3 separate regions of the Rattus norvegicus genome follow, and regions 2 and 3 are each linked to region 1. The links are chromatin contacts, called in public Hi-C and HiChIP or PLAC-seq maps. All regions are on one chromosome and are shown on one strand. The core of a region is the stretch at or near the end of the contact, and the rest is flanking DNA. Distances in the headings are between cores, read along the strand shown. Region 1 holds the start of Hddc2 (HD domain containing 2). Region 2 holds the start of Hint3 (histidine triad nucleotide binding protein 3). Region 3 holds the start of Trmt11 (tRNA methyltransferase 11 homolog).

Evidence for each region. Hi-C and Micro-C count contacts between places; a contact is called where the count stands out from the background. HiChIP or PLAC-seq counts read pairs in DNA pulled down with a chosen protein or histone mark.
Region 2: a contact with region 1 is called in an H3K27ac HiChIP or PLAC-seq map of oligodendrocytes, with 8 times the contacts expected there. The contact joins the promoter of Hint3 here to the promoter of Hddc2 in region 1. A contact is called at or near these places in 8 of 12 Hi-C or Micro-C datasets (the A7r5 cell line, the Rat2 cell line, Schwann cells and 5 more) and 1 of 1 datasets of contacts at active chromatin or transcription factors (oligodendrocytes).
Region 3: a Hi-C map of Schwann cells shows a contact between it and region 1, with 6 times the contacts expected there. The contact joins the promoter of Trmt11 here to the promoter of Hddc2 in region 1. A contact is called at or near these places in 7 of 12 Hi-C or Micro-C datasets (the A7r5 cell line, the Rat2 cell line, Schwann cells and 4 more).

The regions. Positions count from the first base shown.
Region 1 is chr1:28,131,390-28,134,234 of GRCr8, reverse strand. It overlaps Hddc2 (HD domain containing 2), which reads left to right and starts at 1,258. Exons shown (of 6, transcript NM_001108460.1): 1 at 1,258-1,364; 2 at 2,402-2,523. The coding sequence starts at 1,296.
Region 2 is chr1:28,853,502-28,856,201 of GRCr8, reverse strand. Hint3 (histidine triad nucleotide binding protein 3) reads right to left here and starts at 1,342. Exons shown (of 5, transcript NM_001100825.1): 1 at 1,133-1,342. The coding sequence starts at 1,312.
Region 3 is chr1:28,871,915-28,874,809 of GRCr8, reverse strand. It overlaps Trmt11 (tRNA methyltransferase 11 homolog), which reads right to left and starts at 1,449. Exons shown (of 13, transcript NM_198051.2): 1 at 1,340-1,449. The coding sequence starts at 1,411.

The DNA.
Region 1 (2,845 bases), core at 9-2,508:
ACGCTGTCAAACTAGGGTGGTAAGCAAGGTGCTAATTGAAAATATTCTACTTCCATAAAGTCCTAGTTATGACTTTCAGAATGTTTTATGCTCTAAACAGCCATGTTCACAGGAATGTTTAGTGATAACTTCTGATTCGAACACGCTGATTTGAGTGTCTAACAGTGTGACTTATAGGGAGAAAGCAGATAGGGATTATATACAAAAACAGGAATAGGCCCTCTACACCTGGGAACTCAGCACAGCAAGGCAGCCTGGCAGTGCTGGCACCTGAAACTTGTGCTTTTATTTTACAGATAACACAAAGTGATAAATAGCTCACCTACCAAGTGCTGGAGATCACTTGGGACCTCATGTATACAAGTGCTTCTTCGCTATACTACACCGCCAACTTTTAATTTCTGCTATAGAGCTGACTTATAATAATCCCGGATACTGCTCATGGATGCTGCCTTGAGTTCTATACTGAGTAACATTCTATACCAACCTTATGCTATGATGACTATACATTTTCTACCATAGTTCCTGGTACAGAATTCTGGCTCAAATGGAAGGCATGATAGGTGTATTAAGCAATAAGAAACAAGAACAGACGATGGCTCATCAGAACCACCAGCTTTTAGTGCCCTGTATATAAATAAACCTACTTTGGTACAAATAAAATGGGATTCCTTTTTATTTCCCTTTCTTTTTGAATTTTATCCATATCCTTGATTCTCCTTGAGTTTTGCCCATATTCATTAACTGCCCTTAAAATCTTGTACCGTTAAACTGTCAATGGAAACAAGTCCTGGAAAACGCTGATGAGTTTCGGGCAGAATGGATGCTTGTGGTTTCAGCATGGGCTTGCTTTTACTAGCCCATTGCCTGCTTCCTCCAAAGTCTCCCTTCTCATTTCTTCCCTTCACAGGCTTGGCCAAGTGCCTTTGTTAAACTGGTTATGGATGTTCGGCCTTTAAGTGGCGCTCCTTAGAGCTAGCTCTTCCTGCCAATCAGACACTGGGCTTCTAAGAGATAAGGTTTGCAGACATTATCCAGCCTCGTCCTCTTCAGGCCTTTCTGCCCTTAGCGTCAAGCTGCGATCCATGTGAAAGCTGATGGTAGTTAATTGAGCAGAGATCACCCAAAGCCTGAGCATTGGGCAGTCCATTCAGAGAAGGTCGTCCCCCAAAGAAGGAAGTGGGGCTGTGGGGAGGAGCCAAAGAGAGGGGAGGGACCGAAAGACAGTGGGGAGGAGCTAAAGGAGAGTGGGGAGGGGCCTGAGGACGTCACCAACCAGCTCTTTACACTCCAGCATGGCTTCGGCCACATCCAACTGCCAGGCCGGGCTGTTGCGTTTTCTGCGTCTAGTCGGGCAGCTCAAGGTGAGCGAGTGGGCTCGGCCGGGCCGGGAGGCGGCGGGGTCCAGCTCAGGCTCCGACCTCACGCAACCTCCCTCGCTCAGCCCCGCCTCGTGCGGCCTGGATGTGCCGGGAAGGAGCTGGCGGGAACCCAGCCGAGGATTCTTTGCGGGGCGCCGCCACAGCCCAGGTCATGGGCGGTGCTGCGGAGCTGCAGCGGAAGGCCGGAGTGTGGCCCCTGCTTATGAGTAGTGGAGACCTTCCTCTGTCGCCGTGACTTCCGGAAATGACCGTTTCAGTAATTCGGTTTCAGCGTGCACCAGCTTGTGCAGAGCTTGTGCAGAGCCCCCTACGTTCCAAGACGAGCTGTTCCCTGACACTGTGACTACTGTTTGTGAAATCCTTTAGAAACATAGAACTCCCAGGTAAAATGCAGACTCACATGATCACATCATGATCTGAATAAAAGGCTTCACTGCCGTGGAAATTCCTCCAAGCCATCTGAGTTAGAACTGGGGAGTCTGTTACATGTTATATGTACAAAATATTCTATTACTGTATGAAATTTTTTTTGACAGCAAAACCCTACTCCTCTCGTAGTTAGGAAAAATATAGGGGCTTTGCTTTGCATTTTTTCTTAACTACAACACAGTATGGAGACCAGATGGGCAACACAGGCTGGGAGCCTGGAACTTGAGTCTTCCCCTGTTGAGTTCTGAGATTCCAGGCATGTACCACCAGGCTTACCACCAGTTTTGCTTTTATGTCTAAAACCTTTTTGTGTTTTTGTCCCACAGTTATACTTCAGTAGCACGGAGTAAAGACTATTAGACTTTCGTATACTCGTGAATTGCATTTTGCCCACTCACTAGTTTGATTTCGGATTTTGATCGCTACGATTAGTTTAAATAAAGCATTGTTTAAAAATATGTTTGAAATCATGACTCGGCTGATATGTGGCTCTGTGGCCATTCTCTGGCATTTTCTTCAAGAGCACCTTTTGGATTTGTTGTTTCCAGTGATGGTTTTTTGTTTGTTTAACCCCTTATCTTATTTATTAGAGAGTCCCACGGACTGGCTGGGTATATAGAAACGTTGAGAAGCCGGAAAGCGTGTCAGATCACATGTACCGGATGGCAGTTATGGCTATGGTGACCAGAGATGACCGTCTTAACAAGGATAGGTAAGTTATTTGAACATTGATGCTTGTGAACATCTCTGGACTCTGCGTGAGGATTACTCAGTTGTAAAACACAGTAGATTTTCTGTTGTTAGAGTATACGTTGGTCTCAGGAGAAACAAGTGGAAAGTTAGGGCCTTGAAGGGTGAATATGTGTGAATTCCATTTTTTTTTTTTTTTTGGTTCTTTTTTTTCGGAGCTGGGGACCGAACCCAGGGCCTTGCGCTTCCTAGGTACTGAATTCCATTTTTGCATTAGCATTTATTTTGCTTTGAACTAGCAGCTTTGATGAGTAGTGATAGCCATTTTAAGGCCACAGCTATAA
Region 2 (2,700 bases), core at 93-2,592, 720 kb before region 1:
ACCAGGCATGGTAATATATATATATATATATATATGTATATATATATATATATGTATATATATATCTTTGTGACTCATACACAAAGAGTAAAACACTGCCCTTGGTACTGGTAAGCCCCCTACTAAGAATATGTGGTATGTCCTTTGCTTAAATGAATTCTGAAAAATACAGTAAGAAAACCATACAGAGATCTCTGAGGCAAAGAATCATCTCTGACTTTTGTTGGAAAGTCTTGCAAACAAATTCTTCATGATGTTGGTAACCCTGATTATTCCAAATCAAACAATTTCTTCTGCCATTATTTGTATAATTACCAACACCATATATATATATATATATATATATATATATATATGTATATATATATAGTATACCAACACCTTATATAAGTCCAATCATTCGTTTACAACGAATATATGTGTAATGAGAGTTTTAAATGCAAAATGATAAATCTCTCTCAAAAGATTAACTCTCTATGAGGGATGATGAGATGCAAAATATGTTTGAGCCAGGGGAAAGGGAAAGTTTTCTGGAATTTCCAGGTATGTCATGGCTGTTGCACTCTTGAACTCGCAGCAAGTATGATTAACTACAAGTGATCTGCATAGGTTTGAATCCTGTCCAGATCTTGTAACGAAAAGGGGAGGCGTTCATGAAGCCCTCGCGGTTGATAAGAGATATTTTTCCCAGTGGTGTGTAGCCACTTACAAGCTATGAACTGTTAGTTATCAGTTCGACTTCAGACCCAGTCATGAAACTCCATTTCGCCTATTTTCAGTCAAATTCACTCTTCGTCACCACGCCCATGACCTGTTTTCTGCTAGTTGTACGCTCTCTAAGGATACTGGAAATGTACATAACTTACTATCTAGAGAAGAGGAAGACTCCTTATAATAAAAACAAGGACACAGGATGCTGCTGTGTTGCAAATGCATGCAGAGGGAGGCGAGTGTGCCTGGCTCCATTACTACTATCTCTCCCTACTGAGCAGCAAAGGCACCTCTGGAGGACCTCTGGGTCCCTGAAAGAAGTCAATTACACGGTAGGTTTAGCAGGTCGGTGCAGAGACAGAAGCCTGCGAGCCTGGATTGGAGGTCGGGCTCCCACCCACCCCGGCCTGTCGCCGCCCACCTCACAGTATAAGAGTTCAGTTTCGGGTTCCTGACCCGCCGCGACGCGGCAGAACACGCAGTTACTGTCATAGTCCCTGGACTCCGAGGTCCCAGGCGAGGACACCTCAGGTCCTGCTTTGGCAGTGACCGTACAGTCGGGATTCGGCTCTCCAGCTAAGCCCGCTTGCTTTTCAGCCATGGCGGCCGAGAGGCGACCTGAGGATCAGCTGAGCTGCTCAAGGCCTGGCGCGTGCGCACCCGTGGCACCCGGAGCCGCCGCCTTGCTCCGCCCTCCTAGCAATGCGAAGTCTGCGCACGCGCAGGGACAGACACTGGGAAGGGGAGACTGTCAGTGGGCGAGGAGGGCGCGGTAAGGCTTGCCCTGACCCCGCCCGTCGCTCCGTGATGACGCAAACAGCTCAGTTTCAAGAACCTAACCAGGGGCTTGGGAGTTGCCAATAACCTTAGTCTAAAGTGCAAAGGATGTTGTTTCCACTTCTCTATATAGTGTATCACGCTCTAGTTATAAAAGAAAAAAAAAGTATAGAAGTTCGATTTTTTAAGGGTATAAGAGGATGAGTAAAATGTATAGAGAGCCTTGTTTGGCAAAGTGAATTTTCCTTGTTTTCTGTGTACTTGTTCAGTCACAATAATTTTAGGATCTGAAAACAAAAAACAAAAAACAAACAAACAAAAAAAAAACCCAGCCAAACTGTACTTGACATGTTTGCTTTTGTTTATAGTGCAATGCAAATCAGAATAAGGATCTCTCCTATGTCACATGTCATATACCGAGAAAAGGCAATAGTTGAGAAATTACCTCCCAGCTCTTCCCTGTGTCTCACCGGGTTCATTGTAACAATTTTCTCTTGTATTTCCTGCTATTCAGGAAAGAGAGAGAAACCCTTTGGGAACAATCATGCCAGAAAAATATCAGTTCTTAAGTATGATTGTGAGCTCACCTTTTGACAATACACGGCCTTTGCTGAGCACCAGTACTGAGCATTCCCTATGCTTCTCTAACTGTGAAACTTCCCAAGTTTAATTATTTTATTACAGCTCTACAGAAAGAAACAGATTCAGACTTCTATCTTACCCCTTACCCAAACAATAGCAAAGTTTAAATAAGTGTCTATTTATGTTCTATGTTTATCCGTAGAACAAATATTTTTAAATGCACTGTTTTGTTTTGAGATAAATTCTTGCTGATTCCCACCTCACCTGGAAATCTTCCTGTGTCAAACCTCCTGGTACTGTGCTGACCCTGCCTCTTTCCTGATGCTGAAGTTTACTTGAAATGATTGACAACAATAGTTATGACATTGGCGCTTGTCGATTTCATAATTGCAATTACTTAGTATGACTTTAAATTTGGTAATGCTTTTAAATGAATTGTGTTGTAATCCAAAACAGCAACATGTTAGGTAAAAGTACACGCAAATTGAAGACACATTTAATTTCCTGTGTAGTTAACCGCATATTTGGCAATCACTACAGTAGCTTCTCAGATCCTCAGAAGCAGAAAATGTGTGACCTCACACATTTAAATATCATTTTCTATGTCTGTTCTTACACTTTCATATCACT
Region 3 (2,895 bases), core at 200-2,699, 740 kb before region 1:
GGAGACATAACCTTCATCCTAACCACAAAGCACTATGCTCACTCCTGCCCATCCCTGCTCGGGAAACCTTCCCTCTCTCCTTATCTGACATGTTGTGTGCCTCCTTTCAGCTCTCCTTTAACGTCTGACTTCTGAGCATCTGTACTTGGCCTACCACTTTTTTGTAAACTTGTGGGTATACTCACATAAGTAAGGAAGGCCTGGTACCTACGGAGGCCAGAAGAACCCCCCCCAACCCACCCACCTGGGGTTACAAATGGCTGTGGGCAGTATCCCGATACAGATGCGGGACAACAGATACAGGTCCTCTGGAGGAGCAGTGGTCCTTAGCCACCTCTTCAGTCCCAGTGGTTCACCACTTTTTGAGCATGAAGTAGAAGAAATCTCATCATTTCCAGGTTTTCTTGGGCAGAACAATAACAAATGTTTACCCTAACATACATTTGGTCTCATCCCCTACACCCACGCTCTAACCTATTCCCTTCTTGCTCACACTAGATTAGTTTCTTAATCTTTTAATATTCCAACAGATGCTTACTAACTCCAGTCTTACTGCTCAAGTCTGTCCTTCATTTTACTGTCTGTTAAAAACCATCTAATTCTGCCTCTTCTAACCTGTTTAACTCCTCTTCCAAGTTATAGAGGGCTCAGTGTCTTCTCTGGTCCACCAACCTACTTCTGTTTACCACTCTGTTACATAACTGGTGACTAGTAATGGACAACAGTTTACACTTCCAAAGTACTTATTTCCTTTGCCCAGTTAACTAATGCTGTAGCTCATGTCATCCCCACCTTGAAAGGCAACATCCCCCATTCATTAATGGACAAAGACTCCCTTTTTAAAGGCTCCCACTAAGTGCCCTTCATCGTTGCGCTTCAATAAGTTGACTATGCTCTCGCATCTGCTAGTCCTGAGCCTAAGTAAACATTAAGCTCTTGAAGGGCAGAGCTGTCAGTCAGCGCACCCTCAGCATTCCGTGTACGCGACTCGAATGTTGTTTCTTGAGTAAATAAAAGTTTTCTCCCAACTTCATCAAGTACCAACCCAAGCCTTCCATCGTGCCTGAACCTATTTTGACACTTCTCACTCCACCGAGCGACCCCATGGATGTCTCCGTCCCGAGTCGGGTCCGGTTCACCTGCTTTACTGCGGCGTCAGGCGCACGTGCAGAGCTGGATGGCAGGGCACTGTCCCGGAGAAAGGCTGCCCGGGACTCAGAGCGGACAGCGGCCTCACCCCCGCCCAATCCAGGCGCGCGCAGCAGCCCGCAGAGACCCCTCCCCTAGTCGGCGCGTGCGGAGTGCGAGCCTCTGCGCCCGGCACCCCAGGACGGCTCACCGGCAGGCGGAACTCCAGGTGCTCCTGTGCCATGAGCAGCAGATAGCGATTCAAGGAGCCCGGCAGCGCCATTGCGGCTACTATGGTACGCCTGCGCGGCCTCCACCGGCCCGCCCCCTCCTCCCCCCTGGAGCTAAGTTTCCGCCGAGCCTCAGCCCGGAGCCGGAAACGGAAGCTAAACCAGAAACAGGTGGCACCTTCTAGGAAGGGGCATGACGGGGCGGAGCGAGATTATAAGGTTCACAAAGCCTGTGGCTATCCTGGCATGCTCCCCTTGTGAAAGGTGCATTGTTTTAAGGGGCAGACTGCGGTGATCCTGCGCAGTTCCCCAGTGATGCTCCTCTTGGAGTGTTCTTCCGACTCCTCCCTCAGCTCTTCGACTCAAAACTGAACCGAAACTTCACTGTAAAGTGTAGGTAGACTCCTAATCGTTCAGGGTTCTGGGGCTCACTAGCTAGAACACTGAGTGTACTTTTCGTGATTATGCGAAACTTTTTCAAGAGCTGTCAAGGACCCACCTTGGTTTTCTCTGTAAGGAAACCAACAAAAAACCCTTCCTCGGACTAGCATTCAGTAATTATGCTATGTTGTTACAGGCACACAGTCAATCCACAGTCAACTGTAGATTAAAAACATTGGCAGAAGCTACCCTAATTATTCACATGAGCCAAATACCAAAAGAGTTTGTAAGATATATAGCTACCCATATATATGTTCCACAACTGTCATTTCTGTTAAAAGTACTGAACCCTTTGTCCTGCTGAGACCTGTATTTGGGGGATTTTGCATTCCACCTTGATAATTCACAGCATATAAAAGTATCCTATTTCTTCCATATGCCAGAAACATAGTTGGTGTTTAGTGGTAGTGATCAAGCCAGCCAGCACACAGTGATGACCCTTGTTAATCAAACCTCAGTTCCACCATTTGTTATCCCTAGGCTCTCAGCAAATTTCATAACATCTGTGTGCCTCATTTTTTTTTTTTGTATAAAGCTGGAATATTGCCTCCTACAGATAATAGCTACAATTACTAGGTGTAATAATATTCAAACTTCGATGTATAGTTTATTGCATGAGTCCAAAAAATAGCATTGGAAAAGGTTTTTTTTTTAATTGGGTATTTTTTTATTTACATTTCAAATGTTAACCCCTTTCCCAGTTTCCTGTCCATAAACGCCCTATCCCATCCCCTCTCCCCCAGCTTATATGAGGGTGTTCCAGTCCTGATGTTTCTGTACACTGGGGGATTGAGCCTTGGCAGGACCAAGGGCTTCTCCTCCCATTGATACTCAACAAGGTCATCCACTGCTACATATGCAGCTGGAGCCATGGGTCTGTCCATGTTTACTCTTTGGATGGTGGTTTTGGTGCCTGGGAACTCTGGGGTGGTCTGGTTGGTTGATTTTGTGGTTCTTCCTATGAGGTTGCAAACCCCTTCAGCTTCATCAGTTCTTTCTCTAACTCCTCCCTTGGGGAGCCTGTGGTTGGCTGGGAGCATCGGCCTCTGCATTTTCAAGCTCTGGGAGAGCCTCCAGGAGACAGCTATGTCAGGCT